Linked DNA regions of Capra hircus: region 2 is linked to region 1. Evidence: chromatin contacts called from public Hi-C data. All regions are on one chromosome and are shown on one strand. The core of a region is the stretch at or near the end of the contact, and the rest is flanking DNA. Distances in the headings are between cores, read along the strand shown.

Region 1 (5,063 bases), core at 951-3,450:
CAGGAAGATCCCCTGGAGAAGGGCATGGCAACTTACTCCTCCAGGCAAGAATAGTGCCATGGACAGAGGAGACTGGTGGGCTACAGTCAATGGGGTTGCAAAGAGTCCAGCCAGACTGAGCAACTTCCGCTTTAACAGCCCCTTTACTCTCCTGAAGTGAATTCACAGGTGATAGATATCACCTACCCATGCGGAATTTTTTAGAAGTCAACGCAAAGCTCCAATCATAAAAGGGAAAAAAAAAGTAAAAGGGGCGATCCAGTAGGTTAAGACAGTGCTATCACTGCAGCGGGTAAAGAATTTCATCTCTGGTCGGGGAAAGAATATCTCACATGCCGTTGGGCCATTAAAAAAAAAAAAAAAAAAGGAATGTATAAAGTGATGCACATTTCAGCATGTCAGTGCTGGGCGCAGGCCCCGGAGGAAGCACCGGTCTGAGCCCAGGCACAAGGGCTCCGCCCGGCGCAGTCTCGCCTCCCGGGCTTTGCCTCCACGGTGCGGTTCTCCCAGGCCTGGGCACAATCCTTGCTTAGTCTCCAAGGAAAGCAGGAGTCAGTACCTTTGGCTACAGCGCAGCTGCACTGCTGGCAATCCATGTGTGTCCTCACCGGGCAAAAAGTCCTGTGTGTTCGTGCAAGAAACGGAGCGAAACCCCGACCCAGAGAATCGTAACCCGCACCTCCAGCCCCGGGACGTCTCCGGCGTAGGAGGGCCAGCGGGACGCCCCACCCTGTGCATCCTTCACGTGACCGGATCCCCGCCGCCCGGGCCGCCAAGTGCGACCCCAGAGTTACGAAATCTTCCTGGTGGAGGGCCATTCCGCTCACTGTCAGATATAGTATCAGTTAAGGACCCTACTCTAGTAGTTTAGGGGGCCGGCACCCAGTCTCGGCAGTGCAGAGGCGACCTGGATTTTCCCTCTCCGTCTGAAGCCCAATCTCAGACCCCCTCCGGCTTCACCAGCTCGTTTTTCCACAGACCTTCCGACGCCGGATTTTTTATTGTGTTGTGGTGCTGTCAAGAGTAACTAACTCCACTCGCGGGACCTAGAAAAGAATAACGGTAGTGACTCATAGGGCACTTAGTCCGTGCCTGGCACTGTGCTCAAGGCATCGCCTGTATTTTCCATTGATTGTGTGTGTTAATGTCTCAGTCGTGTCCGACTCTGCGACTCCATGGACTGCGGCCCACCAGCTCCTCTGTCCTTGGGATTCTCCGGGCAAGAATACTGGAGTGGGTTGCCATGCCCTATCCCTCCTCCAGGACAGCTTCCCAACCCAGAGACTGAACCCGCGTCTCCGGCATTATATGCAGATTCTTTACCATCTGAACCACAAGGAAGCCGGGTTTCATTAACTCCTCAGATACGATTGACTACCCATCTCATGCCAGGGTCAGGGCAGGCGGTTCAACGAAAAGGCAATTCCATATGTTACATACTTAGATCGCAAAAAGCCTGTGCTGTTTGCCCCACTCTCACAGTACAGACCAGGAAGACATATATACACAGGAAGGAAAAACGGCTGGCTTCTGAACGTTATACAGCCTGAAAGTAAGACACGTGAGACCGGGAGCTGCATTCAAACACAAACAGCTAACGTTAAAAATATTAGCCGTCCACACAATCCCCTTAAAGAACACAGGAACAAATTGTTCGCTGTAAATAACCCGTAACAAACGTACTACCGATGATTATTTTCAACCTTAATCCCATACATACACACCCAAACCATTCTACTTTTTAGAGTATAAGGGGGACGGGCAGATCGCAACTCCCAGGCATCCCGCAAAGTAGGCGGGTCACCTTAGGGGCAACCTTTACCCGCTCAAAAATTCGTCTCACATTAGCAGTGAGGATTCGGGCGTCACCCCGAATCGTTATTTTCCTTACTCATAAGTTTAAGGCATAAAGACGTAACTGGCTTACTTCCTAGGTAACGAGTCCAAATCTCATTAGCAATACGGTGAGTATAAAAGTGGAACGTTAAAGCCTGTACTTTGTTCGTTGAAGGCTGCCTTATTCATTTCATTGTTCTATGTCGCTTTTCATTTTACTATTTTTTAGCTGTGAGAGAGGGGGGAAAGGTAGGGCCACAATATGCAGATAAGCAACCGGCTCGCAAAGGTTCACGGGGAGAGCCCCGCCCCTTCCGGTTCCTTTCTCAGTCTGAACTGTCGCGAGAGTTCATCTGGCGAACGCCGGAAGCCGCTAGTCCCTCCACAGCGGCCGAAGGGGCGGGCTCGAAGACTGAGGGAGCCTAAGGTGCTCTCGCCTCGTTCGGCGGTGCAAGATGGCCGACATCTCTCTGGACGAGCTCATCCGAAAGCGAGGAGCTGCAGCGAAGGGGCGGTGAGTGGCCTTTTCTCCCTTCGGGTTTCAGGGTCCTAGTCTTAGTGGGGCTTGAGGCGGAGAAGGGAGCGGCCCGGGAGCGACGCGGAGGGCCAGTCTGCGCCCGCCCCCTACCTCAGCCGCGCTCCTCATTGGCCCGGCCGCCGCCGCCGCCGCGGGCCGGGTCGCCCGGCCGCCCACTGGCTGTAGGAGCGGAGGCTGGTGGGGCCGCCGCCGATGAAGGGGCAGGACTGCTGGGCTTGTGCTAGCGGCCCGAGGGGCGGCCCGCCGGGGGCGGAGCTGCGGCCGCGGACCGGACACGCTGCCCCGCGGCCTGCCTGGAGTCCGGAGGGTCTCCCCGGCGCAGCCCCCTCCTCCTCTGAGGAGACGGGCGCGGCGCCAAGGGCTCCGCGCGGCCTTCGAGTCAGGACTGGACTTTCTCGGGGAAGTGACTTGCTCAGACTCTCCGGGTCTGTTCCTGCCGAAACTGCGACCCAAAGTCAGACCTTTAAGATTTCCAAATCCTTCGCCCGGTTCCCCGCTGTTCACACTCTCAGCCCTTTGTGAGGCATTTCAGGTTCTCGGGGGCGCTTCGCCGGCGCGCAGTCCTGTCAGCCAGCTATTAATGTTTTCCAAGTGAGGGGCTTGAGGTGGAATTTGCCCGCGGCCGCGGAGAGCTCTGAGCGGGGCCGAGTGCGCTCTGAGAGTTGGCCTCAGGCTTGGGCAAGACAAACTGGCGGGACGGGGCGGGAGGCCGGCCGTTTCTTGATGACTCTCAGAGAACCCTGTTCTGTGTCGGGGTGAAGAGTCGCGTAGCTGGCTTGCAGTTTTGTGACCCAAACTTCCTCTGGACCCTTAAAGTATTGGTAGTCATTTCCAGACTCTATAAGGGCTCCAGTTCATCTATGTGAAAGAGATGGGAAACCTGGGCCAGTGGTTTTCTAGCACGCGTTAGATTAGTTCAGATGTCCTTGTGGAGAAGCCAGGCTGTAAGGAAGGATGTTGTTTTCTCCGGCAGTCGTTCACTCGGCAGATGTTTATTAATACCGCCTGTGTGGTGGCTGGAAAATGGATTCTTTTCACTGTGCGAAAGGTATCCCTCACCCTCAAGCTGTACACACAAATCCACCACAACTGCTCCCGCCCCTCCCTGATTCCCCAGCCAGCCCTTCACGAGGTTTCTGGTTCATAATAGGCACGCAGCATTAATTTCCTCTATCCTTGTGGTTGTGTTGTGTGCTCAGTCGTGTGCGATTCTTGGCGACCCCATAGACTGTCGCCTGCCAGGCTCTTCTGGTCCATGGGATTTTCCAGGCAAGAATATTGGAGTGTGTTGCCACTTTCTCCTCCAGGGTTCTTCCCCACCCAGGGATCGAACTGGCATCTCCTGTGGCTTGTGCCTCAGCCAGCAGGTTCTTTACCACTGTGCCACCTGGGAAGCCCTCTTTTAGGTCTACCTTCTAGTAACTGGCAGGGAATTGGTACTGGGTCCTCTGGTGACGTCTGAGCCCATCCAGGTTTCACAGGTTTGCTGGACAGTTGCTGAGGGAGCCAGCTTCCCAGGACCTGAGCTTCCTGCAGGCGCTCCCCTTGTTTCCCGACTGCAGGCAGTCTGTACCTGCAGTTGGTGTTGATGTGTGTAGTGTCTTGTGTTGGGCCTTGGATGGGACTGCAGGGAAGGGAGTATTTGTGGATCCCCCACAAGAGTAGAGACTCTGCAGCCAGGCAGACCTGGTCCCTTGGCGGGCCCCATTGTGGGGTTCTGTGCTTCTGTGGCCTGATGACCTCTGATTTAGGCAGTTTCCTTGTTTGTAATAACGGTTCCAGGTAGGTGGTTGATGGAGAAGACTGTTGAGAGTCCCTTGGACTGCAAGGAGATCCAACCAGTCCATTCTGAAGGAGATCGACCCTGGGATTTCTTTGGAAGGAATGATGCTAAAGCTGAAGCTCCAGTACTTTGGCCACCTTATGCGAAGAGTTGACTCATTGGAAAAGACTCTGATGCTGGGAGGGATTGGGGGCAGGAGGAGAAGGGGACCACCGAGGATGAGATGGCTGGATGGCATCACAGTCAATGGACGTGAGTCTGAGTGAACTCCGGGAGATGGTGATGGACAGGGAGACCTGGCGTGCTGCGATTCATGGGGTCGCAAAGAGTCGGACATGACTGAGCGACTGAACTGAACTGAGGTGGTTGAGAAGATTAAATATGAGGATGTAAGAGTGTATGTTTTAAACTTTGTACCAGATAGTAAGTGTTCAGCAGATGGCTTTAAAGAAGTAGAAGCCCAAATCCCTCCTTTAGGGGACATAATAAGTAAGCATTGGGGTCCTAGAGTCAGACTGCCAAGTTTCAATCCCACTTGTCATATGAAAGTTACTTAACCATGCCATGCCTCTCTTTTCTTATCTGTAAAACATGGGTAATATTTACTGGTTATTGTCAGGACTAAGTGAATTAATGTATCTAAAGTACTTCAGAAAGCATCTAGTAGGTACTAAGTGCCCAGTAGATGTTAGCTCTCGTCATTATTGTTAATGAAGGCTTTTAAGGAAAGAAGTAATATCCAGTCTTCAGTGTGAGAATATTGCGTTGCTATTATGTAAAGATTGAATTGGGGGAAATGCAGGCAAAGAGACAGTGTGAAAGAAACTGGACCACATGCTGGGTTTGGATTAAACCTACTGGAAACTCCATTTTGCTTGCACAGCCAAAAGAGAAAAACTAAATCGG
Region 2 (5,063 bases), core at 1,596-4,095, 38 kb before region 1:
CTTCTGTTAGCCTTCAAGTTTCAGCAGCTTATGTAACACTGTATTACTTGAAGGGTTACAGTAGAGAGGACGCGACAGGCACAAACCGGTTTGGGGACAAACACCCTGGAGCTGGCTCAGCTGGGGGTGACCTGGGGAGGCGCAGAGTAAGGCTCCTGCAGGCATGGAGGGACAGGGGTGTCAGAAAAGCGAGCAGGTTGTGCCTGTTTTATGTCAGCTCTTCAAGCCCAGATACCCTGATAGTTCCCACTCCTTTTCTATCGGCCAAGCAAGCCCTCCAGTGCTCCCCACCCCGACACCCACCAGGGCATCCAACCCCACCAGAGTTGGGACTCCTCATCCCTGTGGCTGCCACATTCTCATCGTACATCTGATAAGCAAAACTTCTGGGAATTGATAACACGCCCCCTCACTAAAGTCCACTGCCCCCCATTCATTTCTTTAAAACTAAGGTCAGGACTGGGTGAAGCCAGAGAGGCTGTCTCCTCAGGCCCCAAAATGAAGGGGCGCCCAAAAGCAGTGATTAAGACAACCCGATTAACAGTGGGCAATTCCCTGTAGCTCATGTGGCAAAAAATCTGCCTCCAATGCAAGAGACCCAGGTTCAGTCCCTGGGCTGGGAAGATTCTCTGGAGAAGGAAATGGCTACCCACTCCAGTATTTTTGTCTGGAGAATCTCATGGAGAGAGGAGCCTGGCGGGCTATAGTCTGTGGGGTTGCAAAGAGTCAGACACGACTTAGCAACTAACACCACCCATAGGGTCTGAGTGGACATTTCTCCGAGGTACACAGAAGTCCAACAAGCATATAAAAAGATGCCCTTGAGATCATCAGCTCTTAGGGAAATACAAGTCAATACCACATCACACCCACTAGCATGGCTATAATCGAAAAGACAGATGATAACAAGCATTGGTGAGAAGATGGAGAAATTGGAACCCTCCTACACTGCTGGTGGTTGTGGAAAATGGTGCAGCTGCTTTAGCTAACTGGTGGCTCCTCAGTAAGATAAACCCAGAATTATATGACCCAGGAATTCTGCCCCTAGGTATGCCACCAGGGGAAATGAAAACATGCCCCCACACAAATTTGTACACAAATCTGTACACAGATGCTGCTCATAGTAGCATTACTCATAATAGCCAATGAGTGGAAAACAGCCCAAATATCCATAAATATGGATGGATGGATGGATGGATTTATCCATACAATGGAGTATCATGCAGCCAGATCTTGGCTTCTAATGCCATTCTCCAATAAAAGGAACCTGGTCTCCTTGGAGAAATGCCTGATCCTAGAACTAGGGCAGGGATTATACAGAATGTCTGGACTTGTCTGGGCTTCCTGTGTAGCTCCTGTGTCGGCAAAGCATCTGCCCGCAATGCGGGAGACCTGCGTTCAATTCTTGGGTAGGGAGGTTCCCCTGGAGAAGGAAATGGCAACCCACTCTGGTATTCTTGCCTGGAGAATCCCAAGGACAGAGGTGCCTGGCAGGCTACAGTTTATGGGACTGCAAGAGTTGGACACAACTTAGCACTGAATTTCTTCTTTCTTATGTAGAATGAGCCTGGAGCATTTTGTAATGCCAGAAACTTCGGAAAGACTCACACACATACACACACGTATACTGTGTTAAAGGGACATGGACCAACTAACTGACAGAGCTCCCAGTAAGCAAAGGTTGAACAATCTGAAAGAAGATAAGAAAGTAAGAAGGGGAGGGAGGAAGTTTCAGATGAGGAATTGGGTGGGGCTAGCCTTGGTCACCAGTCCTCAGAGGCTTCTGCTAGTCACGTGTCTTCACAAATCAGCATGCGGGGCTGAAACCGAGCAGCTCTTTGCTTCTCCCCCACCCCTGTGTGCCCCAGAGGCTTCTCTGGAGGACTGCCTGGGCCCCAGTGGCCCATGTACACTGGGAGGACCCCGGTGCTATGGCAATATAGCCCACCGGGAAGCAGGTGCAGGCAGAACCACCTTGTCTTGTTGTGCAGGAACCCAGTAGAGGCGCGAGTGGACACCCAGCTCGACACCCAGTGTGGTCACTCACCAAGCCCTGGATCCCAGCGTGGGGCCGAGGTGGGGGCCTCTCCCAAAGAGGTGCCTTTCCCTAACTCATACAAGGTGTCCCGTGGGCCAGCACTAGTGCTGGACGCAGACCCCTCGGCCCTTAGCCTCTCCCCTCTTGGTGCAGCCCTGGGTCCATCTCTCTAGGCAGGGCTGAGAGCCTTCCCTCCTCCACGTGTCCTCAGGGAGCCCTGCGCGTGCCAGGAACCCTCCCCCTGGCCCAGACTGCTGGCTTTCCACTCTCCTGGCCTTTCTGCTGGGGCAGTGAGCACATGAAAAGGGAAGGAGAAAAATGCAGGGGAAATGAGAGAAAGCAGAGCCCCGATCGACGTCTCGGATCCTGTCTCTCCACACAAGCAAAGTGCCTGGCACCGGGGGCTGGCCCCCTTCCCCCTTGGTTTGCACAAAATCACAGTGGTCTTTGGTTTTTTAATTTACTGACTGATTGTATTTGGCTGTGCTGGGTCTTTGCTGCTGTGTGTGGTCAGTCTCTAGTCGCAGCAAGCAGGGGCTACTCCTCACTGCAGCCTCCAGGCTTCTCATGCCAATGGCTTCTCTTGCTTCTGATGGTGGGCTGTAGGTGCACCGGCTTCAGGAGTTGTGGCCCGTGGGCTTAGCATATGGGATCTTCGCGGATCAGAGCTCAAACCCGTGTCTCTTGCACTGGCACTGGTGTCTACCGCTGAGCCACCGGGGAAGCCCAACAGCAATAGTCTTTTAATTTGCTTATGGATGTGAAATTTGAGCAGGGCTTGTGGGGGGGGGCGGCTCATCTGCTCCCCAGGTGTCAGCGGGGGGTTGGGGGGCGGGGGCTGGAGGTCCTGCTTCCGGGATGACACACTCACACGGCTGGCAAATTGGCAAATCGCTATTGACTGTTGGCTGGGGAGCTCAGCTGAGCTGAGGGTCAGAGACCTCAGTTCTTCTCCACAAGGACCTCTCTAGGACCTCTCAAGGACTGCTTGGGCTTCCTCACAGCAGGGAGGCTGGGTTTCAAGAGCTAGCTCCCGAGGGGTGGTGGCGGGATACGTTGGAAGATTGGGATTGACAGAAACACATGATTATACATATAATTTTAATTAATCAGGACCTACTGTATAACATAGGGAACTCTACTCAATACTCTGTAATAGTCTACATGGGAAAAGAATCTTAAAAAAAGTGCACGTATATGTACGCATAACAGATTCACTTTGCTGTGCACCTGAAACCAACACAATGCTGTAAACCAAGTGTACCGCGATAAGAATCTTAAAAAAGAGCAAGCATCCCGAGAGACAGGAAGTGGAAGCCACCAATCTCTTTTGGTCTGGCCCCCACCCAAACGGCAGCATGTCACTCAGTCAACAGAGCTTCGATTGGTCAAGAAGTCACAGAACCCAGATTCAAGGGGAGGGGCACACTCGCATCTATCAACAGAGGGAAAGTCAAAGAATTTACAGATACGTTTTAAAACTGCTTTAGGGCTGCTATGAGGATTAAGTCAAATCATGTAATCACAGTCTCAAAAGACCACTCCATGGATGACATTAAATACAAAGAAGCGGGGAGAAAAGACCTTTATAGGGAGAAGCCTGGTAGACATGGCTGGGCCAAGTGATCAAAGGTGGCCTCACAGTCAAGGAACAAACTGACATCATTGCTGCTTCTTAAAGGAGCCAAGCACCCTCCCACCTCAGGGCCTTTGCACTTGCTGTTCTCACTGTGTGGCATGCTCTTTCTCCCTTTATCCACAGGGCTTACTTGTTGAATTCCTGCAGGTCTCTGCTTTAATAACATCACCTCTGGAAGGCCTCCCTGGCTCCTAAATAAAACAGCAACTCTCCTGCTACTACCCGTGTCCCTGTGACTCTGGTCTGCTGTTCCTTTTCCCAGTGAAGTCACGTGTCTATTTTTAAAACTTATTTTTTATTTACTCTCCACCTACCCCCAATGTCAGCTCTTCCAAGGCACTTTTGTCTGTCTTGTTCACTGCTCCAGCACCTAGAATAGTGCCTGAAACAGAGAAGGGACACAGTAAAGATACGGGGAAGGAGGGAATTCCCTGATGGTCCAGTGGCCCAAAAGCTCCACAGTTTTGCTGCCGAAGGCACGGGTTCAATCTCTGATCGGGAACTAAGATCCTGTAAGCCACACAGTATAGCTCCCCGCACTCAAAAAAAAAGATATGAGAAATGAATGAATGAATCTGGTGGCAGCAGCTCAATGTCACCTCCTTGATGAGGTCTCCCTTGATTTCACTCATAAGTGAAAGACCCAGACCCAGGGTTCCTCCCCACTGTTCTCAGCTCGGTCCTTCTGTGTCTCTCAGGGGATGAAGCCTCATTCAGTTGGGATGCTTCAGCCTAGTGTTCAGCATAACATAAACACTCAGGTAATGATGCTTCTAGTTTCCACCTGTTGATAGAACTGGTTTTGTAAAGCAGGTTGACACCTGACACCTCAATTCACCCTTCCCATAGACTTCTGAGATGGGTGTGTCACCCCTGTTTACAGTTACGGCCTGGAGAGGGCTGTTGACTGACTCAAGATCAGACAGCTGATTAGGAGCTGAGCCGTGCCTACAACCCATCTCCCGGTTCCCCGGAAGCAAAGAGTATGGAAATTACACTGTGGGAGCACCTCTGGAGGATCTTAGAATCAGCTGCACCAGAGGTTGCGACCCCAGCACCTGCAAGGCCTGCAGCTGGGAGCTGGTGTGGCAGGAGCCTCAGATTTGTCACAAGAAGCCAGAAATCCTAACTTGGCAATTGACTCAAATGAAGCTCAAACCCAGAGCAGACTCTTATGTGGGCAGGATGCCGACCTTCAGCCAACAATTTGCAACCTTTGCTCTATCGGATTCTACTAGATTTTAGATAATCCCTCACTTTACAGCCGATAAAAATGTAAGGCCCAGAAGGGAGAGGAATTTGCCCAAGGTCACACAGCAAGAGTCAAGATTTGAAAATCTCTGATCCAGAGAAGGCAAGCTTTGGAGGAAGTGACACAGACCCCGA

The links. Hi-C and Micro-C count contacts between places; a contact is called where the count stands out from the background.
Region 2: a Hi-C map of blood shows a contact between it and region 1, with 2.2 times the contacts expected there. The contact joins the enhancer-like site here to the promoter of POLDIP3 in region 1. A contact is called at or near these places in 4 of 5 Hi-C or Micro-C datasets (blood and liver).

Annotation. Positions count from the first base shown.
Region 1 is chr5:112,442,181-112,447,243 of ARS1.2, reverse strand. POLDIP3 (polymerase delta-interacting protein 3) reads left to right here and starts at 2,200. Exons shown (of 9, transcript XM_005681134.3): 1 at 2,200-2,350. The coding sequence starts at 2,292.
Region 2 is chr5:112,481,158-112,486,220 of ARS1.2, reverse strand. No RefSeq gene overlaps it. Among named protein-coding and RNA genes, the nearest start is that of POLDIP3, 39 kb to the right of the region's middle. Within about 2 kb of position 2,845, at least 1 of the 5 cell types and tissues checked has an H3K27ac peak or open chromatin away from gene starts, as enhancers often do.